Regions from separate parts of the Sus scrofa genome. Here region 1 is linked to region 2. Evidence: chromatin contacts called from public targeted proximity ligation data. All regions are on one chromosome and are shown on one strand. The core of a region is the stretch at or near the end of the contact, and the rest is flanking DNA. Distances in the headings are between cores, read along the strand shown. Region 1 overlaps ARFGAP3 (ADP-ribosylation factor GTPase-activating protein 3). Region 2 overlaps TTLL1 (probable tubulin polyglutamylase TTLL1).

Region 1 (4,007 bases), core at 1,399-3,898, 170 kb after region 2:
CCGTTAGTGTTCTGCGCAGGGGACAGCCCGCCTCGTGCTCGTTTGGTGACCGGTAGGAGCCCTGTTGCTGCGTCCCGCGTGAGGCACGTTCGAGATGGTGAACACTCGGAGTCTCCTCACTCCGCAGCCTTAGCGCGTGTGTGGGTTGTAACAGACAGGCAGTAACGTGTGACTTGTGATATAATGAATGCACTACGTTGATGGCCTGTTGCTATGTGATTCTATGTAATATAATAATGAGGGAAATGGAAATTGGGGATTTTTAGACAGTCTAGGTGCCACATTTTCTAATAACCGGTTTCAAGTGTAAAGGTGAAGCAGCTTTCGAGCTCAGTCGTGTGTTGGCTTCGAGGATGGCTCATTTGGCAAAGAAGAATGAAGCCGTTAACTGCATTTTAAAATTTTCTTCCAGGTGTGTTTTGACTGTGGTGCCAAGAACCCCAGCTGGGCCAGCATAACCTACGGGGTGTTCCTCTGCATCGACTGCTCGGGGTCGCACCGGTCCCTCGGCGTCCACCTGAGCTTTATTCGGTAGGTGGACCTTCCCCCCCCCCGGGGGGGCCGGTCTCTCTCCTTTGTCCTTTTTGTTCGCTTCGACGTCCAGTGACATGACAGCTTGGAAATGAGTCGTGGCGATTTCGACCTTCCACACTCAAGCCACCTGGGAGGATGAGCGGGTTTCCCTCCGGCTGCTGTCCTGGGGGCTGTGTGAGACGGGAGGCAGGGGTGCTGAAGGCAGGACCCAGGGTTCGAGACGCTACTTCCTTTTCCTCCGTCGTCCTCTCGTGATTAGCAGCACGCAGGAGTCGTAGTCTGGCCCTGCTGCCTTCTGGGAGAAGGGGACCTGGTCGCGGTGGGTCCGTCTGTCACTCCACCAGGTGGAGGGTTAATGCCGATGGCGGGAGGCCCGTGTTGGAGCGCGGCCCACAGCTCTGGCTCCCAAGGCCACTAAGAGCAAAGTCTGAGGGAATGGCTTTTGCATGAATTTTAGTGGCCATGTCAAAGGCTTGAGTGTGAAAGTGGGGGTTTTTTTTTTTTTTGCTTTTTAGGGCCACACTCAGTGGCTTATGGAAGCTCCCAGGCTAGGGATCGAATCGGAGCTGTAGCTGCCAACCACAGCCACACCAGATCCAAGCCATGTCGGCGACCTACACCGCAGCTCATGGCAACGCCAGATCCTTAACCCACTGAGCAAGACCAGGGATCGAACCTGCATCCTCATGGATACCCATTGAGTCACAACGGGAACTCCTGCAAGTCTCTTTTTCTTAATCGGAGGACTTGGGCTGCGTGGGGCCTGTCTCTACTCTGACCCCTTTGGTCGTAGCCTCTGTGGGACCTTTGTGGGCATCTCGTGGGCATCAGGCTCCAGACACAGCCTTAGGGGCCAGTAGGAGGCTAGATGCGCCCTGGTGTGGAGCAAGGCGCATTGAAATACGAAGAGGATCCCGGCCAGGCTCAGGGCTTGGAGGCCGAGAGCAAGGCCTGCACTCTGGCAGCCGTGGCCTGTGCAGGGCCCCCCTGGGCGGCCGTGCCCAGCTCTGCCCAGCCGGCCTCCCCCGTCAGGTCACCTCCTCCCCTGGGGAAGGAACCAGCGAGGCAGGCAGGCTGTTTGAAATGCCAGCAAGCAATTTCATTTTCTATTATGACCTGAGGAATATTGACACGATAGCGTGATTACCATGCAGAGCTTTTGCTCCCGCAGGGAACACCTGTTATCATTGGTAAAAAGATATTCCGGTATGCTGGCACAAAAACTAGATACTAATAACATAATTTTCTTTTTAATGTATTAGCCTACAAAAACTGTATGTACGTCCCTGGGTTCTTTTTTCAGAAATCAATTTATAAAGACACAAGGGACTAAATATTAAAGCCATGTAGCTCCATAGGTTATTGTTTAGAGAAAGGCGCGCTCGCGTGCGTTCATTCTGCCTAGTTTCAGAGTGTCCGCGAGTGTCCCGTCGTCTTTTCTTTTCTCTTAGACGCTGGTCTCAGACATTCATCCTACGCTCTCGCGTCCTCCTCGCTTTTGTAAAATGTGCAGGGATTTGGTTGCCAGGACAGGTGTGTTCTTCATGCTACCGGCAGAGACTTGGGGTCGCCCCGCGCCCAGAGCCCGCGACGGACACCTGGGCCCCGTGTGTGACAGCTTGTCACCGCCCTGTCCCTCTTCCTGCACTCGCTCCCTCCGCTAAGCCCCGCCCATCCGAACCTGCCCCACACGCTACCAGTGTAAACCGTTCCAGGAAACCGGGTGTTCCCCAGCCAAGGGCAGGGCTGACCCAGAGCCTGGCGAGGTCAGACAGCAGGGTCTGATTGGGCTGTTGCAGCTTTAATCACTACCCTCTTGAAAGTTAGATAAATATAACTGTATGAATCACGATGCTTATAAATGATTCAGAAACAACTATTTGAGAAAAAAAAAAATCACTCTCATATAGCCCGAGAGCAAGATAAAGCCAAGGATGATAAGGGTGCTAAGAATTTTTCCTTTTTTTTTAGAGGTGGAGGGCTACTCTTTAAACATTTTTTATTGATTAAAAAAAATTATGAGTATTAGCTCCTCGGGGGAAAAAATCCTAACAGTCCCAGAGTATACAAAGTAGGGAAGTGAAAGGGAGTTCCCTGGTGGCCTTGTGGTTGAAGATCCATTGGGTCACTGCTGCGGCGCGAGTTCAGTCCCTGGCCAGGAAGCTTAGGCATGTTGCGAGCAGGCACAGACTAAAAACAAGGAGGAAATGCGAGTCCCTGCTCTAGACCCCGTCCCATCCTCTCCGTCTCCCGCTGCCCGCCAGCCGCTCGCTTGCTGGGTGCTCACACACACACGCAGTCCCATTTCCCAGACGTGGAGACATTAACAGTTTGGCATGGGTGGAGTGTTGATTGAAAAGGCACTGTTTGTTTGTTTGTTAAGTAGAATTTCAAGTCCACAGTTTTACAAAGGAAAACATTTATCAACTGTGGCTTTGGGAAGGGAAAAGGGAGAGGCAGCTGAGGCGTCCGTGGAAACGGCAAGCTGCATTGGGAGCTGACTGTGGCTCCTGTCCCTCTGGCTCTTCTCCCTCTGGCTGGGTTTCCTCTCAAGTTCACTGCTAAGTATTTCATGAGCTGTGACAGGCGCAGGGAGTCTGGTCCTTGCATTGCTGTTGTTGGGCTGGGGGTAGGGACAGGCGTAAATACAACCTAAACAAGAAGCTAGAGATGGACTCAGAGCTTTGCATCTACTTCTTTCTGGGCGTGGGGGGGGACCATGCTTTCAGATTCCCAGGCCAGGGATCAAGCCTGAGCCCGTAACATTGGCAGTACCGGATCCTTAACCCCTGAGCCATCAGGAAACTCAGCACTGTGTCTACTTGTGGTTAGAAAAATTGGGCAAGTTTAAAGGAGGAGGTAACACGTGCAGTGAACTTAGACGGTCTGGTGAGGTTTTGATAACGGGGACAGGACAGGGCAAAAAGGAAGTCAGCTCTCAGGCTTTAAGAGCAGGTCGTGCCAGAGTTCTCTGGTGGCACAGTGGGTTATGGATCCAGAATGGTCACTGCAGCATCTTGGGTTGCTGCTGTGGCATGGGTTCAATCCCGGGCCCAGGAACTCCCTGGGGCTGCAGGCACAGCCAAAAAAAAAAAAAAAAAGAAAAGATAAAAGGAAAGAAAAGTAGAGAAGGAGTTCCTTGTGGCCTAGTGTGAACGATTCAGCATCATTGATGTGCTGAGGGTTCGAGCCCAGGCCTGGGAATGTCTACATGCTGCAGGCGCAATAAAAAAGGAGAGGTAGGGAAGCGGGAAAAAGAAATATTTAGTAGCAAAGGAAAATCAGGAGAACTAAGATTCAAAGGGTGAGGTCAGGGGGTCCTTGGCAGCAGCTTGACTGACTGCCAGGCTGCGAGCTTAAACTTTACTCCTGAGGCCTTTAGGGGTGTATACAGGAAGGGGGGCTGGTGGGGGGGCACAGCGGGTGCCCCAGAGATTCAGGAGGCAGTGCTGGGTGGGCCTTAGGAGCAAGGA
Region 2 (3,962 bases), core at 541-3,040:
CAGGGGACAGAAGCTTCACGCTCTGGGCTGCAGGGTAGAAAGTTCAGGGATTGGAATCCGGAGTCCTGGGTTTTATTTAATTCTACCTCTGCCATGTACCAGCTGTGTGACCTTAACACACTGGGTAAACCTCTCTGAGCCCCTCATCCTAATGCCTGCCGGTCTGTTCAGAGGGTCATAGGAAGCCACGGGCCGTAGGAGACCCCTCCGCTGGAGCCTGCGAGGTGCGAGGGGCTGTGGATTTCACCACTCGCACGCGGCTCCTGAGAGCGGGGCCCCACCCCAGCCAGAAAGGCCAGGAATCACCCAGGTGCCCTAGTGGTCAGGGGCGCTGAGGTTCTAGACCAGTTCTTTCTGATGCAGGGACGTTCGTGGGGGGCAGCAGTGGGCAGGGCAGGTCACAGCTGGTGGTGGCGGTGCTGGCCTGTCCCAGGAGTGAGCTCCTGAGCCTCTGGGTCCTGGCCTCCCTGCCTGGGCGGGCGGGTCACTCACACCCATCCCCGGTCTGGAATGGCGTTCGTCATCCCTGCCCGCAGATGCCGCGTGAGCTGCTGCGGGGAATGTGTTTCCAGACAGCACTTCCCCTCACTGCGCTGGTGTCCTCTTCTTTTCCTTGGCGGTCATTGCTGGATTCAGTCTGGTGGCCTGTCTCAAATGTCAGCTGCAGGGGCGGGACCGTCCACAACAGCGGCTTAACAAGGTGGCTCTCAGCTGCTCCGTGGCCTGGGGTGGTGGCTGGGGGGCCGCCAGGGCCACCTGGTGAGCAGGCGGGCTGGAGGTGTGGGGCACCGGGCCAGGCTGCTTTCTGGGTGAGGTGGGCTTTGCCACACCGCAGCCTCAGCCCCGCCGCCGCTGCTGAATCCCGGAACTGCTTCCAGGTACGACGAGGAGCTGGCACAAGGGGACGGGGCTGACCGGGAGCTGAGAAGTCGGCCGGGCCCGTCCCTGGGGCCCAGAGGGGGCCGATCGAGAGACTCGGGGAGAGCCACCCTCACAACCTGGAAGTGACCGCAGCGAGACCCCAGCCTGGACCCACCCGGGCAGAACTTGTCACTGCACCCCCCCGTCCAAGACCTATTTTGGAATTCCCTTTTTCTAGAGCTTTTTTCCTTTCCTAAACCCTGTAAATAAATAAAGGCACTTCTTTGGAAGGTCAAGGAGTCTGATGGGAAAACGCCGTTTCTCCTTTTCTCTCACACACACGGTACTTCCGACACCAGACGTGTCGGGATTTTTGCCACACCAGGCAATTCTGCGGTTCTTCCGCTGGCTCTGGGTGTCCCACAGTTTAACTCAACTCGGACACTGTCTGCCTGGAGATGGTGTCAGATGCCACAGGGGAGGGCTCAGCCCCGCAGGACTGCCTCCCGCTCTCATCACGTCGGGTGCCAGTCACAGGTCCAGGCTGTTAACTGGGCTTCCAACCAACTGGCTATAAATCAGGGGTTCCCACGACCCCATCCTGGGGTTCAATTAATTGGCTAGCGTGGCTCACGGAATCAGGAAAACAGTGTACTTGCTAGATTACCGGTGGGCTAACAAACGCGACTCAGGAAGAGCCAGATGGAAGAGGTGCTCAGGGTGAGGTGAGCTTTGGGGGCACCACCCTCCCAGCCCTTCCAGGCCTTCAGCAGCCTGGAAGCTCTTTGCACTCCATAGCCCATGGGTATTTATGAATAGACGTGATGGACTAATGCTCGGGCATTTGGATCGGCTCAACCTCCAGCCCCCCTTCCTTCCTGGGGACAGTTCCAACCCTCTGAGCACGTGGTTGGTTGCCATGGCAGCCAGCTCCCAAGCAAGGTTATCTACGGAGGAGCCCCAGCCACCCGTCAGTAGCGCAGACTCTGACAGGCTTGAGAGGGGCTCGTTAGGAAAAATAGAAGGCACCCATTTCACTGAGGAACTGGGAGCAAAACTAAACAGACAGATGTCGCGTAGCTCTTAGAAAGGAAATCACGGAGTTCCCCTCATGGCTCAGCGGAAATGAATCTGGCTAGGAGCCATGAGGTTGCAGGTTTGATCCCTGGCCTCGCCCAGTGTTGTCGTGAGCTGTGGTGTAGGTCGAAGACAAGGCTCGGATCAGGTGTGGCTGTGGCTGTGGTGTAGGCAGCTGTAGCTCTGAATCGACCCCTAGCCTGGGAACTTCCATGTGCTTTGGATGCGGCCCTGAAAAGCAAAAAAAAAAAACGAGGAAATCACAAAGGTTGTAGGAGTTGTGTGCCAGGGAAGGGGACAGAGACCAAATCTATACTTCTGATTATAAATCACATATAATTTTCTGATTATAAATCATTATAAATAGTATCACAATCTATTTCATAGAGCCGAAAGAACTGAATCGCAGATGTATAAAATGAGCTCTTTTGACAGAAAATAACAGCTTCGGCATGTTGTGTAGTCATGTTTTTAAAACTTTGTATCAACTGAAAACCAAAACCTGACGATCTTACAGAATCACGCGGCTGCGAGAAGCAAAATATTTAATCGGACAGCTACTCTGGTTTCATTCCTTCTTGCTTGACTGTGATTGGGAGGAAAACAGGCAACTAGAAATAATCCTCGGTGTTTATCGGTCCAAGGGCCTTTGTGTCGGTGCTCAGAGAAGGGTGGGTTTTGTAGGTGAGTCTGCCGTCGGGCGAGCCCAGACCATTCCCGCCACATGGCCTCAGTGACATCAGCCTCTGGGTTTACCGCAGACGCAGAGGTAAGCGCTGTTGGCAGCCACCAGCAGGACGAGCTCTGGATGGGGTGTGTTTACAGGGTGCCCGTGACTTACAGAGCAATGTGGGGTGGCCATCCAAGGCCCTGGGTAATGCGACCTTGATATTGAGGCCGGGTGCTGATGGCAGGTGTTGACCGCCAGCCTGGGAGTCAGACCTGGGCTTAAGGCCTGGCTCTGCCGTTTCTTGGTTGGTCCCAAGGCTGATGGTGGCTCTTTGGACCTTTGCTTCCTGGTATTTAAAAAGAGGATTAATTCTCTTTGCCTCGGAAGTCACAAGTGCCACTGCCCACCCTGCCTCGCTTTGCTCCAGCCCCACTGCGTCTTCCTCCCCAGGCAGGTGGCAGAATCCACGCAGCCCCGGTGGCCTCCACACATGGCTGTCCCACCCACCACTGCTTACAACCCAGGCTCTCTGTTCTGTTGCTTTATTGTTGCGTCTCGGATGTGTCTGGGAAAGGGTGGAGTCCCTGGCTGGGAAGTGACCTCAGGCTGAGCCCCGGGGCAGTTGAATCAGGCCGGAGGGGAGACGTTAGCTTGCCGTTGGCCAGGTTGCTAGGTGAGAGCAAAAGTCTGCTAAAGAGATTTATGTCAAATATTGACGGTTACATTAGCGATGTCCTGTTCTGGGCAGATGTTTCCTCCCACTGGTTCCAGAACACACACGGGTGGGAAGTATGCGGTGTCCGAAGCAGGCGACGGGAAACTCCCAGGCTGGAAACAGACCGTCCATCCCTCGGCCCAGGCCCCCAGCCCTGATGTCCCATTTGGAATCATCCAGGATGGCAATTTCCATTTTCTTATCCGCTCCCGTTAATTTTTTCCATTTGATTTTGGAGGAAGGGGGTTATTTCTGAAGTCTGAAAGTTTTCAGCATCTGGTCATTTCACAATTTATTTTTTTATTTTTATTTTTTGGTCTTTTTAGGGCCACACCCGCAACATATGGACGTTCCCTGGGCCTGGGGCAAATCAGAGCTGTAGCCACCGACCTACACCACAGCCCAAGCGGAATCCTTTACCCACTGAGCAAGGCCAGGGATCGAACCTGAGTTCTGGTGGATACTGGTCGGGCTTGTAACCTGCTGAGCCACAACGGGGACTCCCTCGCAATGATTCTTTTTGTTTGATTTGTTTGATTTTTCGAAGTGAAGTAATTTGCCTGCTTCCTGAATGGGCTGCTTCCTCAGGATTCTTTGGCAGGTGCTCAAGCCCAGAATGAAGGGGTCTCCCTACATGGC

The links.
Region 1: a contact with region 2 is called in a targeted proximity ligation map of alveolar macrophages. A contact is called at or near these places in 1 of 5 promoter capture datasets (fetal skeletal muscle) and 1 of 2 datasets of targeted methods (alveolar macrophages).

Annotation. Positions count from the first base shown.
Region 1 is chr5:5,998,728-6,002,734 of Sscrofa11.1, forward strand. ARFGAP3 (ADP-ribosylation factor GTPase-activating protein 3) reads left to right here. Exons shown (of 16, transcript XM_003481526.4): 2 at 413-531. Among named protein-coding and RNA genes, the nearest start is that of ARFGAP3, 6.6 kb to the left of the region's middle.
Region 2 is chr5:5,826,466-5,830,427 of Sscrofa11.1, forward strand. TTLL1 (probable tubulin polyglutamylase TTLL1) reads left to right here. Exons shown (of 13, transcript XM_003481524.3): 13 at 879-1,157. The coding sequence ends at 1,008. Among named protein-coding and RNA genes, the nearest start is that of PACSIN2, 25 kb to the right of the region's middle.